Linked DNA regions of Drosophila melanogaster: region 2 is linked to region 1. A link is a contact called in public HiChIP or PLAC-seq data. All regions are on one chromosome and are shown on one strand. Each heading gives the region's core, a stretch centred on a gene start, on an enhancer-like site or on the middle of the called end of the contact. The rest is flanking DNA. Distances are from core to core; before and after follow the strand shown.

What was found. HiChIP or PLAC-seq counts read pairs in DNA pulled down with a chosen protein or histone mark.
Region 2: a contact with region 1 is called in an H3K27ac HiChIP or PLAC-seq map of the Kc167 cell line, with 3 times the contacts expected there. The contact joins the promoter of CG43088 here to the promoter of nmdyn-D6 in region 1. A contact is called at or near these places in 3 of 107 Hi-C or Micro-C datasets (the Clone 8 cell line, the S2 cell line and cellular blastoderm embryo) and 1 of 6 datasets of contacts at active chromatin or transcription factors (the Kc167 cell line).

The regions. Positions count from the first base shown.
Region 1 is chrX:14,580,909-14,586,311 of dm6, reverse strand. It overlaps nmdyn-D6, which reads right to left and starts at 2,635. Exons shown (of 2, transcript NM_132737.2): 1 at 2,360-2,635; 2 at 1,696-2,283. The coding sequence starts at 2,559. The coding sequence ends at 2,028. It overlaps mRpS25 (mitochondrial ribosomal protein S25), which reads left to right and starts at 3,330. Exons shown (of 3, transcript NM_078598.2): 1 at 3,330-3,555; 2 at 3,619-3,813; 3 at 3,957-4,176. The coding sequence starts at 3,419. The coding sequence ends at 4,128. It overlaps sbm (sobremesa), which reads left to right. Exons shown (of 9, transcript NM_132738.2): 9 at 1-1,579. It overlaps CG14414, which reads right to left. Exons shown (of 4, transcript NM_176729.3): 2 at 5,273-5,347; 3 at 4,638-4,730; 4 at 4,138-4,563. The coding sequence starts at 5,341. The coding sequence ends at 4,279.
Region 2 is chrX:14,699,234-14,704,636 of dm6, reverse strand. It overlaps CG43088, which reads right to left and starts at 2,279. Exons shown (of 3, transcript NM_001258741.2): 1 at 2,074-2,279; 2 at 1,593-2,019; 3 at 983-1,534. The coding sequence starts at 2,279. The coding sequence ends at 1,079. The region is part of intron 3 of NetB (Netrin-B); the gene reads left to right.

The sequences.
Region 1 (5,403 bases), core at 1,386-3,885:
GAGCGAGAAGCAAATACATTCACTTAATTACTATTACAAACAAGGATATGATATATTAGGAGTGCAGCATAGACAGGATGCAAAAGGGGGTTGAGAGTGTGTTAGGAGCAACCTATATTGATATACTGACGTTGTCGTTGACAAAGTAGTGCTAGAGTAATAAAAACTATTTGAAATAGTCTTTTTATGCTATGAGCTGGTTATATTCAAAGATTATATGTGAATATACAGATATTTAGTGTGGATACATACATTTGTATCTTTATGTAGCGCGCATAGGCCAAGTTGCATAGTCGATACGTACGTACGTTTATACAACAACAAAGCAAATCTATATATATACATATATTTTTGTGTTCTATTAATTAAAGATCAAGACAAATGACAGAAACAACTAAAAAGAAAACACACACCTAAATAGTCGAATATATATCATTGCCAAGCGGCTCGAAGTGCAGGCCCCATAAATAATACCTATTATTATTAGTATTATCTGGGCATGATGGGATCTTGAGGTTTGAGTACAGTGCCGCCAGGAATCGATGACACCACCAATCCGTACAGTGCCCACCAAAGTCAACACTCGCCGCAGAGCTTCGAAATATCCTTGTTTGTTCTCATTTTGGATTTTTCGCTGGCGTTATTTACGAGTTAGCCCCGATCTAGAGATCGGCTGGAATAGCAATATTTATATATGTACGAGTATATGTGTGTGATGGAGAATGATCATAGTTATGATAATAATGCAAAAGCAACATGGTAACGAAAGAAAGAGGACAAATGCTAAATACAAACATCCCAAACTGAATGTTTCTAACTTTGTGCGACTAGAGCGCCACCTGGCGGTCGGGGATCGCGTGTGAAATTCGTAGGACTGCAAATAGGCATTAAAGATTTGTAATTGATACCAAAAGTAAGGTAAAGAAAACAAACAATGAGAAAATTCAAACAAAAAAATAGAAAAAAAAACAAATAAAAATAAAAGAAAGCGAAGCAAACGTAAATACTACTATGGATACTTGTTAAATACATTTTTTTGCGACTTGTGTCTGCTTTGACAAATCGTTGCAACCAAAACTAGAACTAGATTTAGAGAGACGGTTATACTTTATTATTATTATTATAAATACATAAAATGCCATTTTTTTTTCTTTACATTAGTTTTCTGTTATTCGTGAAGGACTCGTCGCACACGAGTTAGAAAAAGACAGCAGGTGCGCAGGTGCCGTCTCGCTCGCAAACAAAATACAAGAATTTTGAAGTTTTTTAATGACATATTTCCCGTTTTTGAATTTCTTGCTATGCTTCTCAATTGTCTGAACCGATATACAAAACATTTATATCTTTACCTATTTATAGGCGTACTACAGAACTTACCCACACATAAATATATATATATTTATATAATTTGTTAAGTTTATAAATTTTATAATTTTATTACCAACTATTTACAATGAGCTAAACGGAAACCAGAGCAAATCGAAAAGAAAATCTCTATCTATACATGTACCTACCACCTAATAACAAAAGAATTGTATTATGTAAACCGGAAATTGACGAAATAAAGTTTTTGAAACACATGTCGCTGTTATCTCAAGTTAATTGCCATAGTTCCATCTACGGCAGGGTGTTGTTAGTAACTTCATAAAAAATTAACTTTTCAATTGACTTCTTTTATTACAGCGATTTTTCTTTCGAAAGAACATTGCCAAATTCCTTAATCATCTAATTCTTATTAGTTATCAACAAGAAGTATAGTTTTTGTTTTGCTAATATATATATATAAATATATAAACATATTAGTACACTAGTCACAAAAAGTATCATAAACTTCAATTACTTTTAAAGCATACCATATGACAACATTCTAGTCTAGCCTAAATACTAATCTAAAAATGCCAGGCATTAAAAATAAGAAACATAAATTAGGACAATTCCAATAGCTACTTGAACAACATGTAAACATTTTTCATGAACTGCTTTGGTAGTAGACATCTTGATCAATCTAAGGATCAAGAACTCCTCGACTACGCCTCCTCCCTTTTCGCCTGGCGACTCCCAACAGCCGCGTCAAACTCCGGGAACAGGATGCTGATCTCGCGGAGGGCGGATGCCTCGCTGTCGGATCCATGGCAGGCGTTGCGAGTGTCGGATATTCCGTACAATGCCCGGATGCAGTTGGGATCACTGTACACGGCACGGAACACCTTGGTGGGACCCAGAAGACTGCGCCACTTCTGGATGCAGGTTTCCGACTGGAGAATCAGGGCGTAGCTGGGTCCGCTGAAGAAGATATACCAAATGGTTATACCAACTAAGTGGCTTAGGATTTAAGGATGTGCCCAGGCACTATACGAACCTGTTCATAAAACTGGTTAGTCGGTGGTAGAAGAATTTTCCCTTATGCTCCGCGTAAAATCGCTCAGATAGTTCTTTCGTAATGCAAACCTCCTTCTGGTCAAGAATGGTGAAGTTCTGGGAGATCAGGGCTCGGATCTGCTGCATTGCATAGGTATTCCGCAGCACGTGCGGCTTTATCAGAGCGAGTGTTATTTCCATGTCCTGCTGATTGTGGTAGAATAAGAAGCTTTAAAGTTTAAGTTTAAGAGGTAAACAAATTAGCCAGCCGGTTCGGCTTAACGGATCTATCGATATATGACCAGAGAAATCGAAAGTGTTGTTTCATTTAATAGACGTACTCCACTGAAATGAAATATAAGCAAGCATTTATCTTTTTTAGACCATGCTCAAAAAAAAAAATTTTTTTTTAATTTAAAAAATGTAAGATTGAAGATTTAACGCGTTTTCTAATTATGTTAGTCAATAATAGTTCTACCCATTTTTAGACCCGTTACGCGTGGAGTAAAGGGTATTTTAAATTCGTTGAAAAGTATGTAAGTGGCAGAAGGAAGTGTTTCCGTATGTATAGTATATATATTCTTGATCAGGATCAATAGCCGAGTTGTTCCGACCCTGTCCGTCTGTCCATTTGTCCGTATGAACGCCTCGATCTCAGGAACTATAAAAGCTAGAATATTGAGATGAAGCATGCAGCTTCTAGAGACGTAGACGCAAGTTTGTTTCCAAATGTTACCACACCCACTCTAACGCTCGTCAGAGCAAATGCTGGAAAGTTAAGATTATGCAAGCAGCTCAGGTTTCTTCCTGATGTCTCTTTATTACGTCTACAAACCACCCAAAACTGCCACGCCCATATAAAAACATATAAATATTCGTATTTTTTCTTTTAAGTGGAAACATTTCTGGTCTGCATCGATACCGCGCTTATATCGATAGTTCCGCTTGCGCCTTGTGGGAGCCACTAGCCGACCGATCAGCTGTTCGCATTACACAAGCAGCCGCTCTTTTATTGGATTTCTTTTGTTTTACTTAGGCGTATTTGAATTAAAAGTGCAAAATGCCGTTCATGAAGGGCCGTGAGCCCATCCGCCGCACCCTGAAGTATCTGAATGCCGGTAAGCTGGTGCTGAAGGACAAGGTGCGCATTTTCAGCGTGAACTACAACACATATGGTGCTCATCACGCGGGCGCTCGGTAAGTTATGGCATAGAATTGTCTAATAACTGAAATATACGCTAATAAATGCAATGCGCACAGGGACTTTGTTTTCTGGAACATACCGCAGATCCAGTTCAAGAATCCCGAGGTCCAGGTGCTCACGCTGAAGAACATGACGCCCTCGCCGTTTGTGCGCTGCTACTTCGACGATGGACGCGATATGCTTATAGATTTGGACAGTCGGAATCGGAACGACATCATCGATCACCTGGTTAAGGTGGTGGGCAAAACCCGGTGAGAACACACATCAAGATTCTATTCGTGTATCACATTTTGTAGAACTATGAGTTGGGAGTTAAGAAGAAGCTAGCTCAGTTCTGATACCTTTTCAGCATCATAAGCTATAACTTAATACACATCCTATTCCATAATTTCAGGGAGCAACTGGACGCAGAGGAGCGCCTAAAGGAGAGCAAGGACAATCCGGCCAACTTTGGCTACGGATGCGGCAGGCACTGCATCTGCGAGATCCCCGGCCAGGTGCCCTGTCCCGGAACCGTGCCGCTGCCCGATCACATGCGCGGCAAGATCTTGTTCGCACCCAAATAGACGTTCGCTCTGATTGTACCTTTTTTTTTAATAAATTAATTGTAAATTACACCTGCAAGGCTCGTCTGCTGAGGTAGCGCCCTAAGTACTAATGATTTTTACAGACTAATGCGTGAGACGGTGGCAAAGTCGAGTGTGGGTCGATTGAGCCTAGTGGCGCTTGGGACGCTGCTGGTGATGATATGGAGCCGATGACTTTCCGTAGCGCTGCGAACCGTCGCGATCCTTGTTAAACTGATAGCGCTGGATGAAGGGCACGTTGGCCTCGCCCCTGCCCGCTGTATTCAGCTCGAGATTGTCGTCTGTCTGGCGCTCCAACATTTTCAGCTTGGCCTCAATGGCCCGAATGGCCTCCGTTTTGCTGACCTTCTCCTCGCGTTTACCTGTGCCCAAGGCCGGTATATCCAGGCGCGGCTTTGGCTTCTGCGTTTCATCCTATATATATATAGGAAACAGAATCGATTTGAAGTTTGGATAGCTAGCTTGGTGACTCGAAGGTCTTTGCTTACATATTTAATGTTCTTGGCCAAACGCACGGCTATCGAGCGATTTCCCACGCTGGTTCCGTCCAGTTTCAGTAGCGCATTGGTGGCTCCCTCGTTCTGGAGTGAATTTTTGGGATTGGTGAGTGGGAATAGCTAAGTAATAAATATCATTCAAGGCGGTGCAGCCACATATTTAAGCTGACTATAAAATGACAAATCCTAAAAGATAACTTTCAGCATATGTAATTGATTCTTAATATCTGGTTATTAGACAATGTTCTAAAGTTGTTGCTTGCGTATTTTCCTAGCTAAGATGTAGAAAACCATTGTACATAACAAATTCTATAGAATCTATATGATATATATACATAGTTAGTGATGTATATATGCATTTTAAAGAGTCCTTCTTCTTGAACATACTTTTCTGCAAGTCGTGTACCCTTTTGCTGTATGGGTGACAGATATAAAAATAACATAGCTGCGTTTTTAGGCTAGTGCATCTGCGAGTATAGATACAGAGTTCGCCGCACTGCATAAATGAGCTTGAGAATACTGAGGATTAAATACCAAAATAGCCAAGTTAAAAAGCACAATAATCCTTGATCCTTTCTTGATTAAAGCCGCTGCACCGCCTGCCGCCAATGAGGCACTGCACCCACCTGCGCAAAGGTGACGAAGGCGTAGCCCCTGGATTGTCCCACCATGGGACCGCCCTTGTGGAACAGCATGTCGAACTTCTCGATGGCGCCGCATTTTTGCATCAGTTTGAGGAGTTGAAACCGATAGGGGG
Region 2 (5,403 bases), core at 1,030-3,529, 120 kb before region 1:
TAGCAGTGCATGCGACAGCGAATGAATGTGTCATAGTCCTTTTGGAATTTCCTAGCTTAGTGCTCGTCCCTCATTAGGACTGCCGGATATTCCATTGTGAGTGCTTTTGGCCTGGGCAAATGGAAAATCTTAAAATCCACCAGCAACTTTTCAACTGTGCGTTATACGGTTAATCATTTAATCTGCATATGTGCATATTAATGAACTTCAACGTTCAGCAGTCCGTGTTCAACCACTACTAGCCAGGATTTTCCACATATTCCGCACCGATTTTTCCCCATAACTTTGTGTTATTTTAATTTTTTCGTTGTTTTGCCCTGTCCGCCAGGCGAAAGTTTTTTGTTTCGAGTGTTTTTGTTTTGGTTTCGCTCGCTCGTGTTTTATATATTCACTTGGTCGTCTTTTTTGTACTGCTGTGCTTGCCCTGTTTGGCTGTTACTTTTAAAAGCTTTTTTAAAAGTAACTCGAACTAAATTAAGTTAAATACATTTTATGTTTGTCCGCATAAAGATAGACAAGCGCACCGATGAACGACAAAGTTGTCACACCCGACGTATGCGTAACGTAACCCAAATCCTTCGGTGGAAACGTGAGACTGACTGCTTTTCTTTATGCTCTGGAGCTCTTTAAAGATGATGTATCGCCATTTTGGCTAATGGATTTCCTTCACAAGCGCGCCATGGATCAATTCAATTAGCTTTGGCACACATACGAGCATATATGTATGAATGTGAAGAGGATATGTACGACTGTGTGACCTCTGACCCTTGGCAATAAGCGCGCCCGCCACGCAAGCACTTAGTGTGCCACACTTAATGAGCATTCAATATGAGGTGGATGCACTTTATGTCGGCAAAATATGGTTACTCCCTTGAAAGTTACAAAATAACTTGTTTTCTTTCATAAATAATATCATACCTGTATAGCAATCGCTATATGAAGCTTTACAGTCCGATTTCTATTAATGAGAAAAATGAGGTGTAATGAAGAAATGTTTATTATTATATTTGTCAATTAATGGATACTCTACATTAATATCTCGTTTTTATACCCGTGCATTTATGGGTAATGCTTAAACTTAGAGCGATTGAGCAATTTCATCGCGTTCACGTTGTCCGTTATCATCTCCTTCGAATTGAAATTCATCAGTTATGGTCAAATTTTGCGATCCACATAGGTTGTGCAAAGCACAGCATACATTAACAATCATGCAACAAAACGATGGCTCATATTTTAAGCCTCGTTGCAGGCAAAGAAAACGGTTTTTAAGCACTTCAATAGTCTGTTCGACCATATTTCTGGCTTGAGCATGCCTTAAATTAAATGTATGCTGATATGTTCCAATCTCTGCGTTCTTGTAGGGAGTTAAAACGAAGCTCTCTTGCGAGTATTTGGAGTTCGCCAAAATAAAATGTCCGTTTAAGGTGACGGACAATAATTCTCTGGCCCTGGAACGGTTCCATATAACTGAATCACGGCATGACCCAGGGAAAGTGGCATCACTTGCGATGATCTCCATATTGTCGTTGCAAACCTTGGGAAATTAATGATTTCTATATATCAGATATAACAGATGTACACATTGTACTTACCAACATGACGTTCAAGCTATAATAACCCTTTTTATTAAGGAAATCAGAGCAATCCTTTGCAGGCTTCTTAATGCCAATATGAGTTCCAACCAAACAGGCAACTACTTTTGGTAGCTTATATTTTTCCCAGAAGTTTTTAGATGATATCTGCATTTGTTGCCTGGACATTTGGATTGATATAGTAGCCTGACAGAGAAGCTTTTGTAGCAACGGAATAAATCTATTTAGAATCTTTGCGAGCATGCTGCTTTCAATTCTAACACGATAATCGTGGGCCACAGCAAGCTCAGAGCAACCAGTAACCAAGTACCGAAACACAGCAGCCAATTGGATTGGGTGTGACAATGCAGATACTTGCACATATGGCTTGACCACCTTTAAAATCTTTTTAAACGTAATCTTGTCAATTGCATAGAACTTAACGAAGCTGAAAAATCCAAAGTTACAGGCGGTATGTTCTATATCTGTAAATGTGTCTCACCTTTGGTCAGATATATTGAAAATACAAGTATTGCATTTCAAATGCATCGATTTTCTCAAGCTCAGCGGTATCCCACTTATCCTAGCTTCAAAACAAGCAATTGGAATAACATAAGCCATTTTTTTTTCGCACGTGGTTAAAGACTTTTCAGTAAAGAAATATGTCAGCTGTTTCAGAGGAGCAAGGAACGACGAGAATCGAAACATTCCGATAGCAAAAGCCGGAGCAGCTGAAAATGAAATCGAAATCGAAAAAAATGTCGATCTTTTTTTTTTTTTACATTTAAATTTCGTTTAGAACCTCTGCACCATCCAACCGCGAATCGCTCTCAATAATATTTATGTTTCTGGGTTAAAACTGCGGTGTGACAATTTAAAGCTCCACTGACTCCCCATCGCCATAGAAAAAAGGCTTAAGGATTATGGGTGCATTCTGGGGAAAGCTAACATAGTGTGAATGTGGTTGTACATGGTGGATGCTGCTTATTTTGCACAGTTTTTATGCTTTGTCAATAGATGCAGATGCAGATGCAGATGCTTGCTTTTCCGACCTCTGGCTCCGCAGCAATTGCACTTTGTTTCGCAAAAGGGTTTTCTATGTTTTCCAACAGCCTTTGTTTGCCGCTTAGCTCGCATACACGCACATACACGGAGCTGCAGATAGCTTTTAGTTTTGCATTTTAAGCAGTTTGACTTTGCATTTTTCCGTTTGCTCTATTCACAATACGAAAAATCATTCGGAAGCTACATAAAAAAAGGTGACTTTCAGATGCCGCTTACTAACAGATAGAATACAATTTTAAAATAAAGTAAATCTAAAATGCGTAAAAATAATATTAGAAAGTATAGATATATTAAATCCATTTATGTATCTAGTTAACTTTTAGTGGCAGCACTTGATTGCCCCATAAAAATATGAAATTTCTCATATCGTTCATTCCGTTACGTACTTAACGCATAACCGCAGATACCTCGCCGTCCTGCAACTAATGGGTATGCAAAATACAAATTCTCCTGCATATTTACCGCCTGCATGTGTGTGTCTGCATATGTGCACATAAAACAACGAGCATGAAAATAAAGAGGAAAATAGAGAAGCTTTGCGTCCAGCATTCGAGCATAAAGATTAGAAAACTAAGTCCGAGGGGGGGGGGGGGAAATGTAGATCAGCAGTAGGAAAGAGGAGGATTTTCCAAAAAGGAAAGCCACAACACAGAGTTCATCGAGTGGCAATTTAAGTTGTAAGCTCTTCAATTAGGTGCAAAATGTTGAATGTGGAAAATCTCCGGCAAAAGGGCTCCACGACTTATGGGGTTTTCGAGACCTTTCACTCACCACACACAAATTGGGAGAGATTACGTTTTAAAAGGGCTGTCTTTGGGTTATTAAAGTGGTTTTTGGGCAAGAAAACGTGAAAATAAAAATGCATATATGGCTAGTGTGTAGAACCGCACCTTCGTTGTTCATCAATCTAAAACTAAAAGAGCACCAAAGTAGCATCCTTTTCAATTTGAATGCTTGAGTTGAATATCTGGCTAGTTCTCTCTGCCAACCGGACAAGCCAACTAACTCGTTTGATCTAGTGGCAATTGCCAGACCAATATCCAAAGCTAATGCCATTTTCCCACTGCAACTGATCGATTCTCTGCTTTTAATTGCATTTTGATTTGAGCATGAGGTAGGATTTGGAATTCAACGATATCGAAATCGAATTCGCAACCGGTTTGCGCACAATCGTAATCGAGGCTTCGTAGATGGAGCTCATAAATCGTTCCATCATCAATGGCACATTGCTATTCAATTTGGTTGTCTCTTTTTTTTTGTTTTTTTTCTTTTTCAGCTTTTTGAGTAGATTGTGTTCGCAGCCAAGTTGTGAAATTAATGCAATTTACTTACAAAATGTCCCATTAAAAGCGCTCAACCATCGGGGCAAGGGAATCGGGCATAGACATAAAGCAATATGAGCTTGTCGCAGTCGCAGAGTCGCCTTGTCTGAATCCTCCGCCCGTCCAAATGTCGTGGATGTGGATGGAGAAGTGGATATGGATGTGGATGCGGATGTGGGGATATGTGCGCCTGCATGAGAGTGTAATTTAATGCTGCTGCAGTTTTCCTCCTCCTATTTTCCTTTGCATACACAAATGCACATAAACGACGACCCTGGCAGGCCACAAATTACCCGGCCAAGTCCATGAAGCGCATTTAGCCAAATCGCTGAATTTATGTCTTATAAAAATGCTTGTGTCGAGTAACAGAAACCGAAACCCAAGCCCGAATCCGAATCCGAATCCGAACTCCAAAACCCGGAGCAGAACCATATACCAAAGACTAAGGTCTCAAAGTGGGCAGGGTTAAAGCCAAGTGACATGGACAGAAAGACATGGCTAATGTACGAGTCCCAGGAGTAATGGATCGTAAAGAGAAAGGGCTTAGCATACCCTGTAAAAGAATAGAACGTATCCGAATGTTCGAAGAAAATTGGGCTTTTCTATGAAAATTTTGGTTTTTTTAATTTTAAATATTAACAATATATATTTTCTTATTTGATATATCAAACTTTGTTAAGCAATACATTTTTCGCGTTACAGGATGTTTTAAGAAAGTACATAAGAGGCTGACAAAAAAATTTGATTATTTCCGTACCAACACTTTACGGCAAACTTTCAAAAAATAATCAATTCCAATATATCCCCATCTGCCCAAGTTGAGCAGCTGCAAATTTCGTCTACGAATGAATTTCACTATTATTACCCAGAAACCATAAAGAACCATTTTACTAACACCTCGACGCAGCTTGAGTTCTGTGGAAAACTGGCCAATCAAGTATCTCAGCTTCTTTAGAGTGGCCAAAAGCACCCTACCAAGAGTTGAAGAAGGCTAAATCTGATTTATACCTTTTATTATTATGAGTTTTTGCTGCGTTCAAATAATTTCCCTCGTTCATTTTGGCACTGGCCCGTCCCAGTTTCAGTTTTCCATTTGCCATTTACAATTTTACCAGTCTTAAGCTGCTGAGACCTTAAAGTTGCACAATCTCTCGAATTATGGAGTCTTAGCGCGATTTTTTCTTATTCCCACCCATCGAAATGAGTGCGAGGCAAAAGTTTTCAATTCAATTATCAACGCCCATGCCGTTTTCTATACTTTTTTTATTTTTTTTGCTTGCTCTGGGATTGGAAAATGGGTTTTTCTGGGAAGCCGAAAATGGTGGAAATGGTAGGGTGGCTAGTCGATTTGGCTCCGATTTTGGGCCGGCAATTTGCTGTTTTCTGTTTCCCAATGCACATTTTTGGCGTAATTTGTTTGCCAAATTGCGTGTTGGCGTCATCGC